2 separate regions of the Arachis hypogaea genome follow, and region 1 is linked to region 2. Evidence: chromatin contacts called from public Hi-C data. All regions are on one chromosome and are shown on one strand. The core of a region is the stretch at or near the end of the contact, and the rest is flanking DNA. Distances in the headings are between cores, read along the strand shown. Region 1 has its middle 31 kb from the start of LOC112695967. Region 2 holds the start of LOC112805302.

Region 1 (7,473 bases), core at 4,484-6,983, 92 kb before region 2:
AGAAATATTTAATCTTCTTTCACATGTGGGCACTGGACCTGTTTAATTTAATCTCTCTCCTTTTTTTTTTTTTTTCATTCCAATAGAAACAATTTACCAGAGGTTAGTTAAATATTGGCACATTAACCGTTCTTTCATTTTCCAACTTATTTTTCCTTTATCACTTTACAATGAAGATCTAGATCTAAATCTTTATCAGCACCAAGTTACTTATTATCACCATATATGCAACTAATCCATTGTTACAAGTTATTTAATTTGAATTTGAATGGCACACTTTAATTTTTTGGGCAGAAATATAAGCTATACATGTTACGTAAAGGGAAAGGTGCTGATGGAAAAAGAATAATTATGGGCAAGCATGCGAAGCGTACACCATAACATTTTTGTATACTGATCCCAAAATTGGGCATTGGCCTAAATATAAGCATAGGTAACGAAATTCCACAAAGGTTGTTGTCAACTAATAAGACCCAATGAATTCATTAAGGTAGACCTAATCAAAACACAGCCAGATACATGCATCTCCCCAATAACATTAATATCTTCCTCTCATTTTCTCTCTCCTTTAAAACGTACAAATACTATTAATCAAGATCGTCAGCACGCAGTTTTCATCACACCCATAGTTTTTCAACGTTACTTGTATTTCTAGCAATACAACCAAATCTAAATAAGATATCATCAATCTTATTTAATACTAGATCCAATCCTCTTAACTTGCCCATTTCAAGCAGGATTTCCTCTGTCATGAATTCTCTCTTTTTAAAATCTTAAGCCCTTTTTTGATGTTTACAAGTCTCACATCTTTTGAAAACACCATATCTAAATAGTTTGAGTACAAGATATATCAAGATGTTCAAGTTAATATAATATTATCATACTCCAAAATCAAGCAAAGAGAAACCAAGATAATATACAGGAAATTAAACTGGAAAATACAAGAATTAAACAAAACTAAACATTAAAAATAAAAAAAGGCACATAGATTAAAACGACAAAGTAAAAAAAAGATCTACATTATTGAGAAATCAAGAGGAAAAAGAAGAAAAGTTTGGAGTGGTGGTAGAAGAAGAAAAGGCGAGGAGAAAAAGAAAGAGCAAGATGAAGAGCGGGAGGAAGAGTAGCATGAGAGGCGGCGGTGGAAGAGGGGGAAGCACCAATGGCAACACAAGAATGGAGAGTGTCACAACTGCCAATATCATTGCTGAGTACCTTATCATCAATGCACATATGCTCTCGTTCTTGTTATTGTCACTACCACCATTGTCATTATCATTCATCACCATGTAATAATTCTTTTTTGTGCGAAGATTTCTACCTGTATCATGATGTGAAGACATCATCATGTTCATTGCCTCATGACATCAATTGCCAACAAGGAAATCAAAAATGCGAAGTGAGTACCGAAAGAAAGACAGAGAGAAAGAGAGATTTATAAGAGAAGAAATTAAATAATGAAAAAAGGAGAAGGGGTTATGAGATTATATTGGAGTTAGATAGGGACAAAGAGATTGAGAGGGAAAAGGGAGAGAGAAACGGGTCAAGTCATAGTCATAGTCATTGTAAATGCCAAATATCACAAATGTCTTGGTTCAGCCAACTCAAACATATACAAATTTAGAGTTTAATTCTCTTGTCTTGTAAACTTTAATTTTTTTTGAAAACGTAATATCTTCGCTAAATATCAAAATTGTATGTCCAAAAAGATTTAAAATTTAATTTTTGGTGAATTCAACAAATAAAAATAATATAAAATAAATAAAAAATTATATAAAAATTTAAATAAATTAAAAAATACTCTTATTTAAAAAAAATATTCGAGATATAACCATTCGTGTTACTTCTTTCTATTAGATTAAGTATTTATATTAAATAAAAATTTGTAATTAGATTCATAGTAGTTATTATTTTTCAAAAAAAAAATACACTAATTATAAAATATTTTATAATTTATTTTACATTAAATACAAAAATAAATATTTAAAAAATTTGGTATTTTTTAACAAAAAATAATTTAAAAAGATTTAATTAAAATTTTGTATCTTATATAAAAATTTAATTACAAAATTTTAAGTTATAAAGACTTAATAATTAAAAATTTAATAAAATTATAAAAACTAATAAAATAATTAAACCAAAATTTAGTTGTGCAAGAGAATTTATATAAACAATTAATAATGTATTATTATGTTAATAAAATAATTTCATTAAATTATTATATAATTTTTTTTATATTATGAAGTACATCAAAACTAATTAAATTCTTTCTCTATATAATTTAAAATGTGTATTTTTACATAAAGAATTAATTATATATTATCATATTAGCAAAATAATTGATTATAGTCATCTAATTTTTGTATATTATCTGTATATTAAAATTAAATTTATTTTTCTATAAATAGTTTAAAAATATAAATAAATTTGTCAGATAAACATTTGACAGGATAATTAACCATTGTAATTAAAATAGATAAATTTTATGTTTTATAAAATCAAAACGGAAATGAAAAGTATGGAGAGCCAATGAAATATTTGTATAATGTGTACAATAAAAGTTTAAGGAGTATTAGAGATATAATTATTAGTATTATTTTTTTTCATTAGCATAAACAGATGAGTGATATCATAACATAGTATTAGAACTGTAAATTCGAAAAGTTAAAGAGTTCAATTCTTAGTGAACTCCAAAATCAGTTTAAGCTTAGTTTAAATTTTTGGAATGACATTGACTAAAAATTTATGGAAGACACATATATATGAGTTTCATCATTATTTTAATTAAAAGAAATTTTGATTAAATTAAAGAGAGTAGTAGTATACAGTTGAAGATACAATGTACATTTCGCTACTTTCCTTTTTAAGTGTGCTGGTAATGTAAAGTGAGGATCCGTTTTTATCTTTTGGATAGAGTCTATTAGTCTCTTAAAAGGAATGTATAAGGATATAGATGAAATTCAATTGTGTATAACCGCACATCATGTGCAAAAATATATAATGCATATCATCAATTCATCACCGATACGATCTTGACACCTAACTACTCTTTTGTTTATAAACATCAATCAGTTGTATATCAAAATTAATTATAAAAATTAGTTATTAATATAAAATATATATTAAAAATAAATTAAATAATACATATATTTATATATAAATATATAATAATTAATTTTAATATATAAATAATATTTTTTTATAAATGATTAGAGTAAAAAAAGAATGAAATACGTGATTGATTAAATATCTGAATCAATTAATTAAGAGAAAAAAACCTAACCAATGTTCATCTCCAATCAAAAAAATATATTTTTCGATTCTTAATCTTTACTTTCGTCGTTTCTTAAGACTAGTTAGTCATTTTGTCAATTTTTTTTATTTTAGATTAATAAAATATATTTATATGATATATTAAATTGTTGATTTAAGCATTGTGTATCAATTAGAATTGACTGATTTTTTTATTGAAAATGCGTTGTCTTTTGAAAATAATTAGACAGGACGAGTTTATATTTTTTTCCCTAATTTTTGTTTTTTTTAATATATTGGTTAAATTTATTGTATAAAAATTAAAAACACAAGATTTTAAAACACACGATTTTAAAAATCCAATTGGTCAATAAATCAACGGAATTAAAAATTTAAGAATTTAAAAATTCAATCGAAAGTTAATTAAAATTATATTAAATATAATAAAATAATATATTTATATATTAAAATATATTAAAATTTATATTTTATTATTTTAAATTAATTAACTATTAAAAATTTACATTAATTCAATTAATAAATTAATTTTTGACTGATTTTTTAATTTTTAATTAGTTCATTGTCAATTATTTTTTTTTATTTTTTTTAGATTGAACTGATCTAATAGTTAAATGCCGGTACGGTCCGGTTCTCATGTCCATGCTAAAACACTATAACCCGAAATGTATTCTAATTTATTTATTTATTTATATCTGTGTGTGTGATACTGTGATGTCAACCGTATGATTAATCATGGCCATCACATGTGCTACCCAGAGGAAACATTCTAAACCTCTATAATTTGTGTTCTCCCTTGACAAAAAAATTTAACTACAAAATTATTTTTTACATTTATTTTTTATTTTTATTTTCATTTCTACTTCTATATTTTAAAAAAAAAATAGTTCTCTCATCCACATAAACAAATGAATTTACTATTTCTTATAAGAAACATCAATTTCTGCCTTCTAACCAATATAGGAGCAGCAGCTAGCAACTTAATTTGCTAATTTAATAAATCAAAACATGTCATAATATTTTTTTAGTAAAGTATTATTTTTATTCCTAATATTTAAGATAAGTTTTATTTGTATCTTTAAAGTTTAAATCATTCTATTTATATTCCTAACGTTTGTAAAAGTAATTTGATATTGTTTTGCCGTCAATTACACATCATGAATTTTAGTCGGAGTTCTAAAAATCTCTTCTTAAAGTTAGAAGTTAGAAATAAATGTCTGAGTCATAACTAATGATCAAATTCGGATAATAACTAATTAAAAGTTGAAACTAATCCCTGTAGCATTTATATAATTCATTTTCTTGTAGGGACATAATTGAATCTATACACAAATTTTGGGTATAATATTAAAATCGAACACATCTAAGTGAGACTTAATTGAGAATGAATACATTCAAGTAAAAATAATTGAAAAATACAATCTGATTTATTAGTATAATTGATAGTAAGATAATATTGATGAATTACTTTTATAAACGTTAGTAGATACAAATAAGACGATTTAAACATTAAAAATACAAATAAATTTACCCCAAACGTTAGATATAAAAATAATATTTTACTTATATTTTTTTTCAAACTTAAGTTACTAAAAGCAGATACGTAAATAAATATATCTTTAACACGTCTTATCAAATAAGAATCGCCTTTTAAATCTTTGTATAGATTTTTTTTCTTTTTATTTGCTTTATATGATGATATTTTCTAGTTGACCTGAGAATTAAATTTTAAATTTTTTAAACATAAAAATTATGATATTATATCATAAATTCATAATTTTATTAGTCCGAGAAACATAAACTGAAAGGAGGAAATATATAAATAATTATAACATATTTGTAACAAAGATGAAAGTTGTTATTAAAAAATTAATAAAATTTGTATTTATTTATTCTATCTAAAAAAATGCATTACTATTATTTGATTTGAGTTCTTGATACCTCAATGTCAACTAAAATTGTTATTTGCCTATTCAAAGTTATTACTGATTTGCCTATTCAAAGTTAAATAGAAAATTACCTATTCAAAGATAGCTTTTTTGGTGACTCTATTCAAAGATAGCTTTTGAATTCACTGATTTGCCTATTCAAAGTTAAATAGAAAATTGTTATTTGCTTGTGTTTCTAAAATTTATTACTTCATTTGTTTGCACATCCATAATACTTGAAAATGACTAAGTAGCAAACTAAATTAATCCAATAATTAATTCACTCATTTATACTTAAATAAATATAAAAATTCAAATTTTATTTTGTATATATAATAACTTATTAGAATTATTGATCTGACTAAGTTTCAACAACTACTTGAACAATTAAACTAATAATAAGTAACAAAAATTTTGAGAAGAAAGTAGCAACAAGTTGAGTAGATTTTTCTCCTGCATCTGCAGCATGAGTTGTGGAATCATAGCTGCTACTTGACAAATAATAAAACGTTACAGTAATGATGTCACACCCTAGCTAGTAGTGTACCTCATCAGAGCAATGTTCAATGAATCACTTAACTGGTGGATATACTTTACGTATACAACTAGCATTAATTTAATTAATCTCCTTCCACCACTTGCTGGTAAATGGAATAATAAGTCCTTTTAATTCCAAATTGAAAAAGCTTAGAACATTTTAGTCAAGATTTACATTTGTTGGCTCCTCGTATTCTCACATAGAGAGAAGCCAAATTATTTAATAATTACTTAACAGATATGAATTGAAGCAACAATATGTATAATATATAATGTATGAGATCGGCTTATTAATTCATTAAGAAATTATGTAGTCTACCTTAGTAATCAAGGTGCTTAAGCAATAGTTGTATCTCAGACATATTGCATTCATAGACTTGATCGGTTATTTAATTATGTCATAAAACCACTTTGTTTTAAAATTTAAAGGGCTAAAAATAAGTATATAAATAGTTATATTTTTAATATATTTCTTAATTTTTTTATTTTATGTTGATTATTTTTTTCACTAAATATTAAATTTTAAATTTTTCGAATACAAAAATTCTAATATCATATCTGAAATTAATTTTTTTTAAAATTTAAAATAATAATAAAAAGAAACATATAAATAATGATATCTCTAATAAATTATATAATTGTATATTATTTATAAACCCTCTCATTATCATTTATATAAGAGTCATAAGTATATAAATAGTTACCTTTATAACACATCTTTTTATGTAGAAAGTCATAAAATTAATTTTTTTCAAAAATTTAAAATAATAAAAGAGGTTATAAAATTATTTTTTTTTAAATTTAAATTAATAGAAAAAGATACATAAATAATTATAATCTAACACGTCTATTACACATGATCTTTTTTTATATAATATTTTTTTATTTGCTTTATGTTATTCTTTTCTCTTTTGGTGATAACAATTATCATTTTTTTTAAAAGTTTAAACTAATAAGAGATAAATGAATAATTATATCTTTAATTAAAAAAATGCATAAATAAGTTTATATTTGGCATATAAATATTTAATAATGTTAAAAAACTTTAATGATAATAAAATTGTTAGATATAAAATTATTTATATGTAATAGTAAATTAATTTTTTTTGGAAGAAATATTTACAATAAAACAACATTGCGTAAAGCACTTAAGATATTGATGATCAAAATTGTTTATCAAAGGGAATGCATAGTGTCTTTAGTATTTGTTTACATATATTCTTGACAATTTGGGGCGGCTAGCATTGAGCTTCAGAACGTCCAAAAACAGTTTACTGTGAAACCTAAATCTTGTTTCTTCGCCCTACAAATTTAGATATGTTCATTGCATAGATTCTAGACTGCCCTTGATCACATCTAATCTAACATCCAATCTAATCTAATAATGGAACCTTTAACCTTCTGAGAAATAATCAATTTTAAAATATAATTAATACATTTTTTTTCCTTATAAAACTATTCAGTTCAGTAAATCATCAAAGATTGATTTATTAAAGATTTTAGTTTTGATTAAAGATTTATTGTTAACTAAATAAATTACTATATATATATATATATATAATATATATATATATATATATATATATATATATATATATATATATATAAAAGATAAAATTTAAGTATCGATATTTATTTGAACAAACGAGTAAATAAATCATTTAATTAACTCAAAATCGGTTAATTAGACGAAATACATCCAAGTAATTTATGCAACCAAATAATCAAATCATTTAGT
Region 2 (7,481 bases), core at 452-2,951:
TCTCTTCATAGTGTGAATAAGCTCCTTTGCAATGATGATGTTGTCCTGAATTTTCCTTCCCGGTATGAAACTTGACTGGTGCGCCGCTATTCTGTCGTTCAAGTGTGGTTTTAACCTTTCCACTAGCACTTTTGTTATGACCTTATAGCACACATTGCATAGTGCTATGGGCCTGAACTAGTTAATCAGCTCTGGGTTGTTGATCTTAGGCACCAAAGCAATGAGGGTGGAGTTTGCTTGTCTTATAGTTTCTGGATTCCTCCAGCACATGTCTATGAATTCCTGTACTTTTCCTTTCATGCTATCCCAGTTATTCTTATATATGAGAGAAGGGAATCCATCACTTCCAGGTGCTTTCAGGAAGCCAATGCTAAAAATGACTTTCCTCACTTCTTCTTCATTTGGAGGTGTTATGAATCTCCTGCAATCATCATTGGTAAAATCAGGTGGGGCATAGTATTTTAATTCAAAAGAAACAGTCATTACCTCATTTTGATAGATATTTTTGAAGTGGTTAATAATGTGGTTTCCTAGCTCCTCCTCTTCTTCGATCCACTCCCCATCTATTCCTTTGAGCTTCATTATTCTATTCTTTCCCCTCTTGACAAGTGTTTTAGTATGGTAGTATCGGGTGTTTCTATCTCCATCCACGATCCACTTTTCCCTAGATTTCTGCAACCAAAAAGATTCCTCTTTGTCCAAAATGTCATCTAGCTCTCTGTTAAGTTTTTGCTCTAGTTCTTCAAGATAGGGATTTCTTCCGTAGCTATTGCATCTTTGAATTCCTTTAATTCTATTAAGAAGTCTCCTTTTCATTTTGAAAATGTTGCCAAAGGTATTCTTGTTCCATTCTTGGAGGTCTTCCTTGAGTTTATTGAGGGCATTGCAAAGCGAGGCCTGATTGTTCCAACTGTCGTTAAAACAGTTCTGAAATTCTGGGTGAAGAGTCCACATAGCCTCAAACCTAAAGGGTTTGTTGTTGGCTATATGTGTAACTCTCTCTGTTTTAATAAGCAGTGGGTGGTGATCCGATCTTCTTCTCGTTAGCACCTCGACAGTAGCATCGTGAAATCTCGTTCTCCATTGATTATTAGCAAGACCTCTATCTAGTCTCTTAAAGACCCTCTCTTGTCCCTCCCATTGGGGTCCTCTCCAGGTGAACCGGGAGCCGATGAAACCGAGATCAATTAGCCCACTTTCGTTGATCCAACTTGCAAACCAGTTACAAGCATTAAGGTCAATAGCCACTCCACCTTTTTTCTCTGAGCTGTCCTTGATCTCATTGAAGTCCACTGCTATTAGCCATTCGCCTCTCATAGTGTTAGCTATATCCAGAAGCTTTGGCCAGATCACTCTCCTCATTTGATAGTGTGGATTAGCGTAAACCGCAGTAAAGAACCATTCTTTCTTTCCATCTTCTTGTATTTTAGTGTGAATAAATTGTGCATGGGATTCCACTATACTAATATTCAGGTCTGCTCTGTTCCAACAAATCCAGATCCCTCCTGCGAAACCCTGGGCTTCTTCCCAAATATAGTTGTTATATCCAATCTGTCTTATAACATTCTTTGCATTCTCTCCCCTACATTTAGTTTCTAACAATATAGCAATATCTGGCTTGTGTTGTCTGATTATTTCTTTGAACGTTCTTCTAAAAGCACTACTTGCTGCTCCCCTGACATTCCAAATTAAACTAATCATTAAAAAGATTGAGAAAAAAAAAGGAAAAAAAAGGTAACAAAACAAAACAAAACAAATTTTTAAAAAGACACTCAATAAAAGCACAGGAAGCCCAACACCTGGCACCCTAATTGTCATCCATTCTGGTGTCCGCAAGAGCACTGATGTGGGGAGTAGTGAAGTCTACCCCCTCCAGTAGTTTTATATTCGAATCTTCTGTCTCTTCCTCCATTTCCATGGGAGCTGGACTATTTTCCTTTGTATTATCTAAGTCAGGTGGTCTTCCATTGGTTGGGGTGATTTGATTTGATAATTCAATTCCTTCTTCCATAGTGCATTGGGTAGAATCAACTTTCTCAATCCAATTTTCTTCATGATGTTGTCCTTCTTCTTGTTGTTTGGTCATGCTTCTGCCTCCATTTCCTTTTTCTCCCTTTTCCTTATGTTCTGTGTTTAGTGTATGCCGTTGCTGTTCAACATTGTTGGCTCCCCCTATGGCTTTTCCTTCCTGATTCTCTCTTTGTGTTTCAGGTTTATTTTGTTGAATCTTAACCCTCTTCCCTTTTGCATTGTCTTTCTTTCCTTTTTCCTTCTCATTTTTCCCCTCTGATTTTTCCCCATTTTCACCTTCAGTTGTCTCTTCATTCACTTCCTCAATATGCAGCACACTAAATCTGCTCTTATTTTCTGTCTTCGTACTTGTTTCTTTTGTCTTGCTGGATCCTGCTTCTTGGCCTTTTCTTCCTTTTTTGGGTCTTTGGACAACCATCCAATCACCAAAGTTTTCTTGACTTTCTTGCAAAACTTGCTTTCCTTTATCCAACATCTTTCCGTCTTCTTTATTATTCCTTTCATCACTTATCTGATTTTTCTCTGGTAACTCATTTCCCCTCTCTTCTTGAACACTTGGCACATTGTTCTGGACTTCTTTTAAAGGACAGAGCTTTTGATCATGATCTATCCGTCCACAAGAAAAACAGATCTGATGTATCCCTTCATATTCCACCCTATACTCCCTTCCGTTGATTAGGTACTTCCCCACAAGTGGCTTGGTTAGGTCCACTTCTACGCACATTCTAGCAAACTTTCCTCTGCTTAGTTCTGCTGTGTTGCTATCCACTTTTATTGTTCTCCCAACTAGATTTCCAATCTTCCTTAGCACCATTCTGTCATACAGTTCAATGGGGAGTGCCGGTAGTCTAATCCAAGCAGTTACCTTGTCTATACTTGCTGTCAGGGGATTGAAGTTTGGTTCCCACATTCTCACTGTGAGGTAATGATCATAAATCTTCCAAGGTCCTTCTAGCAGGGCAAAGTCAAAATCTTCCATCGAATAGAACTTTACTAGGTAGTATTCCTGGCCCAAGTCTATCACATCAATGCATCCTTTCTTACCCCACATAGTTTCTAGCCGTCTCTTCATTGCTGCGTATCCAACATTCCTTCCTAATAGCTTTACAATGAGAGTATTCCACCATGGCTTCCATAATCTTCGTTCAGTTGTCTCATTTATGATTATATTGTAGAGCCCTTCCTTAACTGCCTCTACTCTTATCTCTGGGCTGGTTTCCTGTTCTGTTTCCTGCACATTTTCTGACCCTTCTACTCCTTCTTCTTCTGATGACATAGAGTCATCTTCCAAATTATTCTCTGTTGGTCCATTCTTTACAGTTTGTGCAAACGATCTTTGTCTAACCTGGTCCTTCTTTCTACCTAAATCTTCGACCATCCACACCTCTTCCCTAGGAGTAAGTAGTTGATCCCCTGTAAAGCCTCCTTCATTTGTTCTTACTTTTTTCTTTCTTCCTTGCAGGATTTCTCTTTCCTCCATCGCTGGAGGATGCTCTTGGGTAGCTCCTCCTGGATCTCCAGGGTCGCCGGCGCCGGACATCAAGAGCAAAAAGGAAAAAGCACTCACACACAAACTCACTTTAGAGAGAAAAACTAGTCGAGGTACAAAATATACTTTACATTATCTATAAAAGTTGAAACAGATTGTAAACTTAGCCCGTTCCAATGACCCAACATTGTTTGGGGTCTCTCACGACCAAACATTTATTCTCAGCCGAAGTAGTTCTGTATTAAATTGAAAATTTCTACTGACTGTGGTGTATGTATGAAAAAAGAAAAATGCTTTTGAGTTTTGACAATTATGGTGTGGCTACCCTTGAAAAGGAATGAACTGTTCTTATTTGATACAACACAGCTTAAATTTCAAGCCAACGCTTTTTTCAGTTATCACTCAAAGTAATTTAATTCACAATGCGTATAATAAAACAACCACATTTTCATATTACTTTCTAAAGTAATTCAAATACCATCTTTACCTATGAATGATGGACTCATAAATCATATATGCCAATAAAAGGCATTAACACTGATGCAATCCATAGCTTCCCATCTTTCTCTTCCACTTCACTTATGAACTTTAACTTCTTCCCTTCACAATCTTCCAACACTTCTAATATCTCACCTTTCTCACTTAGCTTTACAGCAGTAGCATGAGGCTTCCACCCGGCAAACGACGAATGCAACTGCTTGAAGTTGAATCCGACCTTCAACAATGTCTGTCCAATCCATGCATTAGAAGTAACCCATCTCGAGAAAGGAGTTCCCTTTGCGTGCAAAGCCACCCAAAACTCGCCTTCCGAATTTCTCCTTATGTTGTCAGGGAATCCTGGAACCACTGCGAAAGTATTGACTTCACCGGCATTAGGTCCATGAAGCCAGAGTCTTAGGATCTTGCCAGTAGTGGTTTCTGCTATGAGCACGAACGAGCCGTCTTTGCTCAAAGCAACACCGTTTGGAAAAGCAAGGCCGCGTAATAAAACAGACACTTCTTTTGTTGATTTGTTATATTTCAAGAACCTGCCAGTCTTGTCTCCATGAAGGAGCACAAACATAAATTGCCTGCAAAATAAGGTGGTGAACATTTAGAGTAAAGTTCCTCTGCAATTAGAAATACCCGGTACTAACAAGATTTTAGGTTTCATAAGCAACTTCTTGGACTAATTCTAAAATGTTATGAGATTAAACAAGAAGATAATCGTGGTGGAAACTAAAAGAGCTAACACTTTCTCCACAGATTTAAGAGAAACACATCAATTAGAGTTTGGGAATGCTTAGTTCAGTGAACTAATGTAGAGTCAATTTTTTAAATTTCATTTGTACACTGGAATGAGAGTTGTAGCATCATAAGGACTATTAATTAAGAAAATGCAGGTATCCCTGACAATAAATAAATAAATAAATAAAGGCTGAAGTTACCTTCTGGGAAAGGCACTGCTAGAATCAGTGAAGTAGATTACGTCTTCATCTTCGCTGATATCCATGTCATTGGTGAAGTGAAACGGCTGACCTTCAGCTTCCGTTACGACTTGGGTGGCAAAACCCCCTTCGGGTCCTACTACTTTTAGGCCTAGGTAAGCATCAGCTATATACAGATCTCCACTTTTCTTGTCAAACTTTAGTCCTAATGGCCTTCCACAAATATGCTCCAACTCCAGTGCAAATGGGCGCACACACTCCGTCCTAGAAAATCATGCAAGTAAATTCATTGAATTCATAATAAAGGTTAAGAATGTCCGGCTGGCTATAAGTATGTGTTAGTGTCATGTCTTATAAGCAAAGTTAATTTTTAAAGTTGTGTAGACTGTTTGGATAAGCTTATCAGAAAAATCAGAATACCAAATAATCAGATTTCTACTTTCTTAGAGACCCTTAAAGTTGTTAATACTTCATTATCATTTAATTAGAAAAATAACAAGCACAACCAGTTATGCACATGCCAGAGCATCTATGTATGGAAAGTGGCTATCATTCAAAACCGAATAATCGAGAATAAAGTACATCATGTGAACATTTTAGATTTATCCTCTGTACTGCAAGCTCTTACATTCAATGGTGAATAAACCACTTTTAATAGTTTTGCCAGATTGCAACTACTAAAGTTGAGAATGACAAGAAGAAAGCTTTATAAAGTAAAACTATGCTGCTTACAAAAGAAACCTATCCAAAATTCCTCTGTTGCTACATATTTGATAAATTTGCACATGCACCTAATGCTGTGAGTAAAATGACCTTCCTTGAAGGGAATCAGCTTAGAACTCTGGTCCTCACTCTGACTTAGCATGAAATAAATGTGGCAGCTACCCTACATCTCCATAACTTCAAAGTTCAAAGTCTCCCACAACATGCATAGGACATGTTAAACACAAAAGGGGCAAACACAATTCAATGAGAGAATGACTCATTCTAACCGTGCCCACACTTCAAAAGGGACTACTAGCACCTGAAAATCATTCAACTAAGTTTCTAAATCCTCATATCAAATCTTCTACCACTAGCATACTCAGAACACAAAAACACAAAAATCAAAACTTTTGATTCTGAAACTAATAAATCTCCAAAAAACACTAGACCCATTTGAATACTCACTAATTTCTACAAAAACCAACGCATATCAACCCTCAAATTCATATAAAGTTCACAATTTTAGAAACAAGTTTCACATTTTGGTACCTATTGGAAGAGGTGACAGCAAACTCAGTCCAACCAACTTCATCTCCTTCCCACTTTAGAATCCGGCCATCGGCGACGCCGGTGTATGGCCCTCCACCGTGACGATCGAACACGAGACTCTCAGGACCAAGGGCTCCAGTGACGTGGAGGAGGCGCGCGGCGTGTAGGACATCCATGGAAGCTTGAAGCTGCGGCGGCGCAAAGAGGGTCTGGTGGGGCTTGAAAATGGCGAAGGTGACGGCCAATAGTGCAAGTACCGTTGCCGTCACAACCACCACCGTCGACATGGTCAAAGCAAATGATTCTTTATTCTTCCAAAAATATAAAAAACCGCACTGTTTCTGATTTCCTCTTCTTTGTTATTTTTGTTATTCTGTTCTGATTTTTGTTATTATTAGTATGTATGAGCTTTTTTCTGGTTTGAAGAGTTTGTAGTTGACGATGGTGTGTACTGTGTAGTGTTGTTTTTGAGTTTCAACTTTCAAAGAGGATAGCGATCGCAACAAGCCTCCAATCACCATTCACACACGTTGCAATTTTTCTTAGTCAACATGTCAACGTATAATTAATGTGAGGTCAAATTAAATTATCTAATCATTTTTAATTATTAATTTTATATGATCATAATTATAGAATTTTTTATTTTAATAAATAAAACAAATGTAATAACTATCGAAATCAATAATCTAAAAAATATTTATTGATTTAAATTTTTTAATAAAGTATAAACGAGATAAGATTTGTTCGCGCTGATAAGTAGAAGCCATTTACGGTTTAATTTTGGATCTCCATTTGATTTTATCAACCTCTTTCTTCCTTCTTTTGACAATTTCTTACTCTATTTTAGACTGATACGATGATGGTGCGTCAGACAGGAAACAACGAAAACATCAACAGGCTGAACGAGACGTCGTATTACGTCGGGACCGCCGACTTCGAGGTTAGTTTTATTCTGTTTGTTTAATCTAAGTATGTGGCCATTGTTAGAGTAGTCCTGAAGAGGCATAACGTAGTTAAATGGTTTAAGAATAAGTTTTTAAGAGGAATTTAAAATTCTATTTACTTATGGAAGGTTGTTATCACATAATTATTAGTTTGGAATTCTGTTTAACTTGTGCTAGGTTGTTAGTACGTTCTAGTTAGGGTTTACCTACTATGGAATATGTAATTTAGAGACATGTGTAGCCTAGAAACATCGAAGTATATACTTAAGTAGAAGTAGCTGTAAGTTAGAAATAAATATTTGCGTAACCTCTAATGTGTTGTGTATCATGTTAAGC

What was found. A called contact is a pair of places that touch in the nucleus more often than the background predicts.
Region 1: a Hi-C map of leaf shows a contact between it and region 2, with 2.2 times the contacts expected there. The contact joins the enhancer-like site here to the promoter of LOC112805302 in region 2. A contact is called at or near these places in 2 of 8 Hi-C or Micro-C datasets (both in leaf).

Annotation. Positions count from the first base shown.
Region 1 is chr6:10,680,476-10,687,948 of arahy.Tifrunner.gnm2.J5K5, reverse strand. No RefSeq gene overlaps it. Among protein-coding and RNA genes, the nearest start is that of LOC112695967, 31 kb to the left of the region's middle. Within about 2 kb of position 5,733, at least 1 of the 3 cell types and tissues checked has open chromatin away from gene starts, as enhancers often do.
Region 2 is chr6:10,583,959-10,591,439 of arahy.Tifrunner.gnm2.J5K5, reverse strand. LOC112805302 reads right to left here and starts at 1,701. Exons shown (of 1, transcript XM_025847700.1): 1 at 178-1,701. The coding sequence starts at 1,701. The coding sequence ends at 178. It overlaps LOC112695962 (protein STRICTOSIDINE SYNTHASE-LIKE 10), which reads right to left and starts at 6,715. Exons shown (of 3, transcript XM_025748512.3): 1 at 6,202-6,715; 2 at 4,948-5,211; 3 at 3,839-4,590. The coding sequence starts at 6,488. The coding sequence ends at 4,023.